Regions from separate parts of the Mus musculus genome. Here region 1 is linked to region 2. The links are chromatin contacts, called in public HiChIP or PLAC-seq maps. All regions are on one chromosome and are shown on one strand. The core of a region is the stretch at or near the end of the contact, and the rest is flanking DNA. Distances in the headings are between cores, read along the strand shown. Region 1 holds the start of Pfkfb3 (6-phosphofructo-2-kinase/fructose-2,6-biphosphatase 3). Region 2 holds the start of 4930412O13Rik (RIKEN cDNA 4930412O13 gene).

Region 1 (4,836 bases), core at 1,903-4,402, 1.6 Mb after region 2:
AGGAAAGCCAGTTTGAGTTAAGCTCATTTGCAAATACAGTAATGTCTCTCTAAATTGTGGCTTAAACTGATGGGCACTTCCAGTTTTGGAAGAAACATTTATCACAATGTCGGTAAAGAAACTTGACACTCAATTTCTGCACTCCTCAGACAAACATATCATCCTGCAGTCCTTTTGTTTTTTAATTTCAAGACAGGCTATAGAGGCCAGGATATCCTTGGGCTATGGAGGCCAGGCTAGCCTAGGACTCAGAGATCTACCTGCCCGGCCCTCACCACTATGTGCACCACTATTCCTGGCCTTTGGGATTTGTTCGTTGTTTATGACTGTTTCTTTAGTTTTATCTGGACAATCTTCTCTATGCCCTCTAGTACTAAGCCACCGTGGAGCTGGCTGTCAGCCTCTGATGTGGAGACCACAGGGCTGGGACTGCAGCAGCAGTAGCTGGGAGCATTCTTGCCCAGCATTCATAAAGCTCTGGGTTCAATGTCCATCACCAGGTAATCCAGACAAGTAGGTGAATGCTCATAATCCCAGTGTTTGGGGAGAGAAGGCAGGAGGACCACAAGTTCACTGTCATCTAGACATCATAGAACGTTTAAGTCAATTCAGCTCTGAAAAACAGTTAAAAAAAAAAAAAAAAAAAAGATTTAGGTGAGTGAAAATCTACAAGAGGCTGGGTGTGGTAGCACACACTCTTAATCCCATTTAAGTTGAAGCCAGGCCAGCCAGGGTCACTGGAGACCTTATCTCAGAAAGAAGAAAGAAAAATAGAAAGGAAGGAAGGAAAGACAGTCAGTCTGTCCACAAGATTCCCAGTGTCAGTAGAAAAGAAGTAACTTATTTAAAAAAACAAAACAAAACAAAAAAAAAAACCTATTTTCTCTATTGCAGTAAAACCAAATTTAGTATAGGGGGGGAAAAACATTTAAAATACGGATATGCTTTTAAAACCCCTGGCTGCAGATATTTGTATGTGAAAGAATGTGTCTGACTACACATTCTTTCACATACACACCAGTCTCACACACAAGAATTCCAGAAGTGAGCGAGCTGGTCATCTTAATCTGTCAGCTTTAGGCACATCCGCTTTCAACTCTACATGGTTCCAACAGCAATTCTGTGCAAATCTCTGAGCTCCGACAGACGTGCAAGCTCGTGGAATCTAGCGATCAGGGTCTGCAGCCTGGGGGAGGCCCCGCTGCACGGTGATGTCTTTCACTGAGCCAGTGTCACTGAACTTGGGTTCTTGCAAAAGCTGCCATGGTTCTCTCAGACCCAAACAAGGGAAGAATGTATTCTGCAATCACATGGCTGTACACATACATAGAAAACCAGGCCCTATTGTTTGACCAATTTCAGTTTAAAAAATAGAAAACGCTATAATCTGCCTGACTAAAAAGTCCAGAAGCAGCATGCTGTCTAAATTTGACCAACTTACCAACTTTCCCTGTTTTTATTATTATTATTATTATTATTATTATTATTATTATTTATTGACAGGGTCTCACTGTGTAGTCCAGGTTCATGATTCTTTGACCTTAGTTTCCCAGCTACAGTGTAATGAGATTATAGGTGTCCCACAGGCTTGGTTTTACCCTGGGGCATTTTCATAAAGGTGGCCCCGGTGCATAAACGTGTCTGACAGGGTTTGGGGAAGAACCCTTGCCAAGCCCTTACCTCTGACTTACTTGAGCAAAAGAAAAGGAGACTGTCTTGGGGACAGAGTTCCACCGAAGCCCACAGGTCCAGCAGGGAAGACCTGCTAGAGGTCTCATACTGCACCACAGGGAGGCAGGGAAACCAGTAAGTGACTCAGACCCACAAAGCTCCGAGAGCTGTCATGTCCTGTGATGGCCATCCTGAGAAACGTGACAGCAGAGAAACCTACCCTGCAGCCTGGTGTTCCAGTGTCCCAGGGTGACAGGAAACCACCTCCCAGTTTTGCCAGTAGATTCTCAAACTACAAACGTGATGTGAGCAACGTGTCCACTGGGCAGCTCGCTCCTGTTTACCCCCGTGGGCTCCTGGGCCTGCTGCCTGGGAGGGAAGCATTGCCTTAGAGCAATTCCATCCGCTCTTCCCAGAGGCACCTCTTCCTATCTAGGGATGGAAGTGAATGAAACCTTCCCAAATCGTTCACAGCAGCAACAGGTGAGGCACTAAGAGAAACTGCCAGCAAATTCCGTGCTCCGGGTAAACGAGTGCGTCTGTAATACAACACTAGTCACCAACCCATAAACCATCCCTGCAACCAAGGATCTGCAGTCACGGGAGTGACGGCGAAGATGGAAATATACAGAGGTGCAAAGATCCGAGGAAGAAAAAAGACCGTGAACCAGAGGAGACCCAAAGAAAAGGGGGCGTTGGTGTGGGCGGCCGCGCCCCTGCTGCAGTCGGCCAGGGTGACTCCGGAGCAGCCAGGTCTCTCCAGCCTCTGGGAGGCGCTGGCCCAGAGAGCCCAGGCCGGGCCGGGCACACAGGAGGTTTCCGGAGCCACAGCGCCCCTTCTGCCCAGCCTGGGAGACGCAGCCGGCCGCCACCCCCGCCTCGCCGGGCCGGGCCGACCGGCACGAGTGCGCTTCCCGCAGAGGGGAACCGGCACAAAGCCGCTGCACACACAATGGCCGGGCTCTGCACGCGGCGCAATCTACAACCTAGCCCCCCACGTGGCTGCCTGCACTCACATCTGGGCAACGAGGGTCGGTGATCGACGGGCACCCAGATCTTCTGTACCCGGCTCTGGGTCAGTTCCAACGGCATCTTCGTAGCTGTATTCGGCGACCCGCCACCCCTGGAGGAAAGACTCCGACTTGGGGAGAAGAGCAGCAGCAGATCCCCCCGGAACAAAGGACAGGAAGGGTGCGTCCGCCTGCACGCGGCTGGGCGCTCCCTTGCACTGCTTTGGAAAATGTGCTTTGTGCGGAGTCTCGGAGGAAGGATCGCCTGAGCGGAGACACGAGACAGATGAGAGCGGCGTGGAGTTGCGGCTGCTGCACTGCTGACTAGTCGGCTCTGTTCAAAAGCTCAGGGATGCTCCAGCGCAGTGACAGCCACGGTCCCAACACCCAGCACTGCCACTTGCTCCTCTCCAGTTCTGTCGGGATGCCACACGCACTGCCCGGCCTTTTAAGATCTGACCGGTAGCGCGGCGCGTCAGCCTCGGGGCGGGCCGCATTCTTTGCGTCCCAGCCCCCTTTCACGTGGAGAGAAGGGTGGGCAAGGCCAAGAGACAGCCTGCTGCCGCCCCCTGCGGGTGGACGAGAGCAGCACGCTCTGTTCCTGCAACCCAGGCTGGTTCTTTCGTCCTCCTTTCCGTCCCTAAGTTTATTCCCTAAGGGCGCAAGACAGGAACGGAGTCCCCAAATAATTCCAGCCACTTTCCTCATCTGTGCTTGGAAGGCAGCAGCGATCTGATAATGTCCAATGTGGTTCGTTGACAGTCCTCCACCCCTACACACACACACACACACACACACACACACACAGAGCTAGAGCTATGTAAAAGCATCTTCCCAGTTCAGCCTTACAAGCCGTGGGAGCCCCAACACCATGCACCATAGTTACATGATTTGGGGACTGGCTCAGTCCAAGTGAAGACGCAGGTCAGAGCTGCCTCCTGGTAACACCTGTGCATTATCGCCCACTATGTCCCCTGCCATTGCTGACACTGCCACCTCCGGGCACGGGCGCATACTTTTCCTGAATCCCCGGGAAACATGCTTGGGTAGTGTTGCTACCCCTCACTCAGTGCTACCGTGCCTGGCGCTTGAAGGGGGGCAATAAATAAATAAGGAAGGAAGGAAGGTTCGACCGAAAAGGAACTTTGGGATGCGGGGGGCGGTTGGTATTATTTTCCCTTTCAACATGGGCCATATTCCATACCCCTTCTGCAAGTAGTGATTAAAAGTAGACCCCATTCCCTCTCCCATTACCGGACTATGAGCCCCAAAGTAACTATCAAGGGACAGCTAGATCCTAAATTCATGTCACCCACCCAACCCCCACGCGCCCGCTCTAGCACACCGGCTATATTTTGTTTGATGTGAACATGCCCTCGCTTCCTTTCCGATTTTTGCACTTTGCATAGGCTGGAGATACATGCATAACAGGCAATCGTTGAACCGCCAGAGTTCATTTATTCAGCGACGATCTAAGGGATCTTTCGGTGAGGACCGCTGCACGGGAGGCCGTGGAGACAAGACACTTTAAATGTGATTTTAGCGAAGGAAGCCTCCGCTCAGAAGATCTGCCTTGCTTAGCGCAAGCTGCACACGTCGCGGTGAAGCTGAGCTGTGATTGGAGGCGCTCGCGGAACCCCACACTGCAGTGGAAAAGTCTGCGCAGAGGCTGCCACACGTCGCGCACGTCCTGCATGCTCTGCTGGGAGGGCGCCGGCCCCCCGGCGGCGGGCGCAGCTGCTCTGTTCCCAACCCAGCCCGCCCCGCCTGGGGCCTCCGCCTTGCCTTCTCCGGCAGCCTGGCGAGCTTAGGAGACCTGGAGCTCACCTGGCGAGTAGCCCTTGGGAACCTCCCAGCTCTAACCGCCATTCCTGCACCCTGCTCTCCGGTACCACCCTCCTCAATACCTGTCCCCAACCCCAGGACAGCTTTGCTGACCTTCCGATTTCTGTGCTCAGGCAGCTGTTCAGAAAGAAACCCGGTGCATTACATTTAAACTTGTTTTTCTTCAGTGAGAGCAAATGCCAGAGGTGACACCCTAGAAAGCCCAAGGGAGAATCTCGCTCCACTCCTGAAATTAGAATGGACTGACTCGACAAGGAAAACATCTAGTAGTCTCCAGAAGGGTTCCCTTACTGGTATTTGCAAGCTGAGG
Region 2 (4,657 bases), core at 1,478-3,977:
TCAGTATTTTTTTTTTACAGGGAATGCATTCTTTCTGAAACTATCAAGACGGCGCCAGGCAGCTCAGTGTTCGCAGACAGCTGTGGCGCGACGCAACTTAAGGAGGTTCTAGTGTCATCCGCGCCGAGGGGGAGGAGCCTGGCGCTGGCAGGAGGGGACACGATCCTCAGCACAAGGAAACTGCAACCCAAACCCGCTCCAGGACTTCACCTCCACCCCCATCCCATCCCCCCCACCCACCCCGGCACACCGCCGCCCCTCCTCCCGCCCCTCTACTGACCGGAAAGGGGCGCCGCCAAGGGCCGCCTAGGGCAGAGGGGCCGCGGGCAGGGTGGGCGAGGCCCGCCCGGGCTTGGGGCAGAGGGGACAGGCAGGAGGGAATTCGCTCTCTGGCCCTTTAAATGTAGCAAAGCCGATTCATTCGGGCTCAGTAGATTATTCCGTACGAGTGAAACCCGGCTGCCCCATTCATAAAGCTAATTTCCATAAGCAGACTTTTCGATACTTTTTTAAAAATGAGCAAACTTTTAAATTAGGATTCAAGCCAGAACGTTTTTCAGTTTATATCAGCTTAGGGGCTATGTGCATGTAAAACAGATTAGAAAAGTTTCATGGCGAAGTAACTGAAGATTTGCCTCCGAACCAGCTTTCCGGGAGGCTGCTGAATCGCGCGGAGGACCTGGGCTTTGATTCGGACGCCCGCGTTATTGTTATGGTCTCTGCTTGCTTTCCCAAACCTCTCCAGAACGAACAGCGTCAGCTGTTGCAGCTGTCTTTTTCGGATCTAATGATATCATCAATGTGTGCTTTTGACCTTAGTGACAACGCGATGCATAAAAAGCTGGCTTAGCGAGACCTAGGCTCACTGGTCCCCGAAGTACCGTGTACAACTAACTTGATCTTTGCTGCGATAGCCTAACTTTTCTCTTCGCCTAGCTCGGGGTGCTACTTTATTCTGCTTTCACCCGAGGAAAACGGTCCCCTCTATAATATCCAACCCTGACCTCCGGGGTGGACCCAGCCGCAACTTCCCTGGACATTTTGGGTCTCTGGGACAGGGTCTGGTGGGAGGGCCGCAAGCTGACACAGGAGAGAGGCTGGAAGACGCCCAGTAGAGAGGCTGGGCGGACGAGGGCGGGGCCATTTGTAAGGACCAATCATCGGGAGATACCACGACCGGGCCGCAGTCGCCCCGCCCCACGGGCTCCAACCTCTGCGGCCCTGTTCCGTCCTTTGAGTCACTGCATCCCCTAGTGGCGTTGAGGTTTCTGCAGCCTGGGTCCAGAAAACACTGCCCGGATGAGCAAGGTCCGAAAGAGACTTCGGGTGCACCCCAGGGCAGTGTAAGAGGTGTTCCCATTCCACCCTCCAGGGCAGAGAGCTTGGCTTTAGAGGGTTACTGGAACTGAAGGCGTCATCCCCTCTTCATTTCTTTACCCCATAATATTTCCCACTTATTCAAAACTTGGATTCCCGACAAGCCCTTTCTTAAAAGTTCCAAGTAACTTCTTCTATTCTACTGTGGAGAAAAGCCATCAATATCTACCTTGAAGCCAGTGGAGTGCGGGGAGAGGGAAGGTGCGTTCTTTTTACAATACAACCCTTGAAGAAGACAAAATTTATTTAGAAATGTGCCCTGCGGGCTTGGGTTTGGAGCTTCTCCTGACACCCCCCCCCCTTTTACATCTGATCTTTGACTGAAATCAAGGCTGAATTTCTAAATACAAATTACGAAGATACCTTTTTTTTAAAAACGAGTCTTCCCTCCCTTCTGAGTTCACCCTGCACCCCTTGGTCCCACGTTTATGAGGGCGGCCCAGTCTTAGAATATCGATTTTTTTACTTTCACTCTTTGACCAACCCATCTCTCCTGGGCCAATCAAGCTGCCAGCATCTCTTCCAGCTCACGGCGCTCTCAAAACCTTTTAATTATTTAGTTGCTGTCTAACATTCACCGGAAACCATTCCATAAACAAGCAGAGAAGACCGCACACACATTTTTGCTAAAAGGCCCGGGATTAAGATCTAGAATGAGAGTTTAAAAGGGAAAAATACTATTGCTGTATCACTCATGAGTTGTATAAGGCATCAGTCAGCCAGTCCCTAGTTCACAGCTTCGAGAAAAGTCTCGAGTAAGCATATCTCTTTGGTCCCGGGCACCGAGATGTAGATGATAATAATAATAATTTTTTTAATGCGCAAAAGAAATCCTTCTGGAGACAAGAAAGAAAGCTGCTGACGCCAAGAACTGAACATGTTAGTCTATACGGCTTAGAACGTATTTTTAAAGACTGAAAAAGAATATACTTCTGAAAAGGATGGCTTCCCTAGTAGGGGCGCCTCTCTAATAGATGTAGTAGTGGGGATGGAGAGGATTATTCGTCTTAATTCAATCACCAGAGGAGCTAGACTGGATGCAAAGACACTCCCCTCCCTTGGAAAAACAAAATATCTAATAGGCCCCTCCAGGTCTGAGGTAGTTTAGGGTTGGCAGAGAGGGGTAGGGGGCCTGAGGCTAGGCGCCCCGGGCACTGGATCCAGCCTGTAGGGGGTATTTAACATGTAATTCCCAGCCGGTCCGCCCCTGTTCCCGGACTGACAGTGGGTAATTGGGAAAGAGGACGTTGCTCTTTTGATGGCCCGCGCCGGCCAGTCTCGCCGACGCCACACTGGGTTTGACGTCACGGGCCGGCCCCAGAGTCAGAAACACAGAGCAGGGGAGGGGGAGGGAAAAAGAGAGGAGGGGGATACCGGAGAGGGAGGGCCGAGGTCGGCTCCGAGACCCACCGGGAAGAAGGGGGAAGGGATCGAGTCCGGAGAGGCTGCGGCGCGTGGCCTGAGGCGGAGAGCTGGACTCCGGGGGTCTGGGCCAGGACAGGCGCCGGTCTGACCCGCCTTGCTCGCAAATGCAGGCCGGGCTTCCTCTTCCCTTGGCGGGTGGTGGGGGAGGGGAGGGGGCTTGAGGCCGGAGGGAAAGGTGGTCCCAATCCTTCAGTTCCAGAGAGCTACAAAGCTGATCCGGGCCTCGTTAAGGGACGTCTGGGTGCCCCCTTAAAGACCTGGGGTGCCACCACCACCACAACCCCAAGGCACACCGGGTCTGGCTCGGTGTACCGCATTCCCCTTCTTCCCCTGGAGCATCTGGCGGAGCTGGGGGAAAGGCAAGAGAAAGCCATCAAGGAGAATGCTGTTGCCGCTGCTGCCTGGAGTCTTTGGCTCCTGCAGTTCATGAGGCCTCTCTCTATAGGGTAAGGGGCTGACGAACGCTACGGTTCCCTGGGGACTCAGCATCTGGAGCGGAGCAGGCAAAGGCTCAGCTAGAACCGGGATCTGGGGCTGTTGTACTTGGATAGCCGGAGTCAATTTGGCCTATCTGAAAACCCAGGCCTTGAGGCTGCTGCTGGAGGCGTCAAGTTGAGCAGGGTATGTGTGCCCTCTTGGGGAAAGGGTAAGAAATGGATCTGACTTACTCTATGCGTGGAGTAAGCTGAGACACCCCTCACCCCCCTACACACACACACACACACACACACACACACACACACACACTTGCCCATCCTCAGGTCCCTCCCACTCGCCTTCACTAGGGCGACCCCATCCCTCTAGAAGTAGACACAACCGGTCCCCTTCAGAATTTGGAAGCCCTGATTGAAAAAAAAGGTTTAGCGAGTGATTGGGCCTCATCACTTGGGGCCATGGACCCAGAAGGTAGAAATCCACCCAGAGTCAACAACCCGAACCTGACTCCGAGAGAGACCAGGCGAGCTCCGCGGGGCCGAGATGCGAAAAGATGCTACTTTGGGGGTCGCGGGGGTGGGGGGGTTGTTGAGCGCAGCCCTCCAGAGAGTGACCTGCAAAGCCAAACCCCGGGGGTCGAAGTACTATAGTTACTAATCCTGGGCAGGGGTAGAAAGCGTGCCTCGGAATGCCTAGGGCTGTCATTTGAGCGTGTTTACTTAGGGACTTTGCACGCCGAGCGCAAGCGGAATAGTAGGATTCTCCTAGAGGCAGCAAATGTTTGCAGGCTGGAAAACGAAGCGGAGCGGGGCGTGCTGCCTTGTCCCTCCTCCCGGAGCCAAGGCGCCGGCCTGGGCGGATCTGATGGCGCGGTTACCGACTGAAGTGAAGCCCGGAACCTGAAGGGCTGGGAGGTCGGGGAGAAAGCAGAGCAGCACCGAAGGCCAGAAATTAAATTCACAGCCCGGGACCCCGACGACCCAAGGACTAGGGAAAAAGTCACTTCCCATTCCAGCTCGATCAATCTTCCTTCCATGCGATTGATTAATAGAAAACGAAGTGAAAAGACCGTGGTCGCTGTGCGTCTGGGAAGGAAGCGAAGGGCAGAGGTATCCAGGCCGGCGCCGGTACCCCCTTACCACCGGTTCACAACCCGGAGGTCTACATCGCCTCGGACTAGGGAAGCGGGGCGGTGGCGAGAACCCAGGGAGACCGCGCGGGACCTTTAATTGGGTGTATCCGTTTTAACAGTGGCCATTGTTGAAGCAATTAGCGAGAGACAATAACCACCGAGATGCGTTTAATTCGATTCCGTGCACGCTGCAATCCCCGCCCGGGCTCTGCGATATGCAGGCCTGGGATAACCCGGAGGGTCTGGTTGTGAAGGTACGGGTTGGGTTCCTTGATCATTTTGTCTTAG

The links. HiChIP or PLAC-seq counts read pairs in DNA pulled down with a chosen protein or histone mark.
Region 1: a contact with region 2 is called in an H3K27ac HiChIP or PLAC-seq map of microglia, with 5 times the contacts expected there. The contact joins the promoter of Pfkfb3 here to the promoter of 4930412O13Rik in region 2. A contact is called at or near these places in 1 of 484 Hi-C or Micro-C datasets (embryonic stem cells) and 2 of 115 datasets of contacts at active chromatin or transcription factors (forebrain and microglia).

What each region holds. Positions count from the first base shown.
Region 1 is chr2:11,498,938-11,503,773 of GRCm38.p6, forward strand. It overlaps Pfkfb3 (6-phosphofructo-2-kinase/fructose-2,6-biphosphatase 3), which reads right to left and starts at 3,153. Exons shown (of 18, transcript NM_001177753.1): 1 at 2,688-3,153. The coding sequence starts at 2,763. It overlaps Gm52500 (a long non-coding RNA gene), which reads left to right and starts at 3,073. Exons shown (of 3, transcript XR_003953759.1): 1 at 3,073-4,569.
Region 2 is chr2:9,878,519-9,883,175 of GRCm38.p6, forward strand. 4930412O13Rik (RIKEN cDNA 4930412O13 gene) reads left to right here and starts at 2,728. Exons shown (of 5, transcript NR_024257.1): 1 at 2,728-3,161; 2 at 3,248-3,423; 3 at 4,025-4,346; 4 at 4,489-4,623. Gata3 (GATA binding protein 3) reads right to left here and starts at 82. Exons shown (of 6, transcript NM_008091.3): 1 at 1-82. 9230102O04Rik (RIKEN cDNA 9230102O04 gene) reads right to left here. Exons shown (of 4, transcript NR_040511.1): 4 at 4,523-4,657.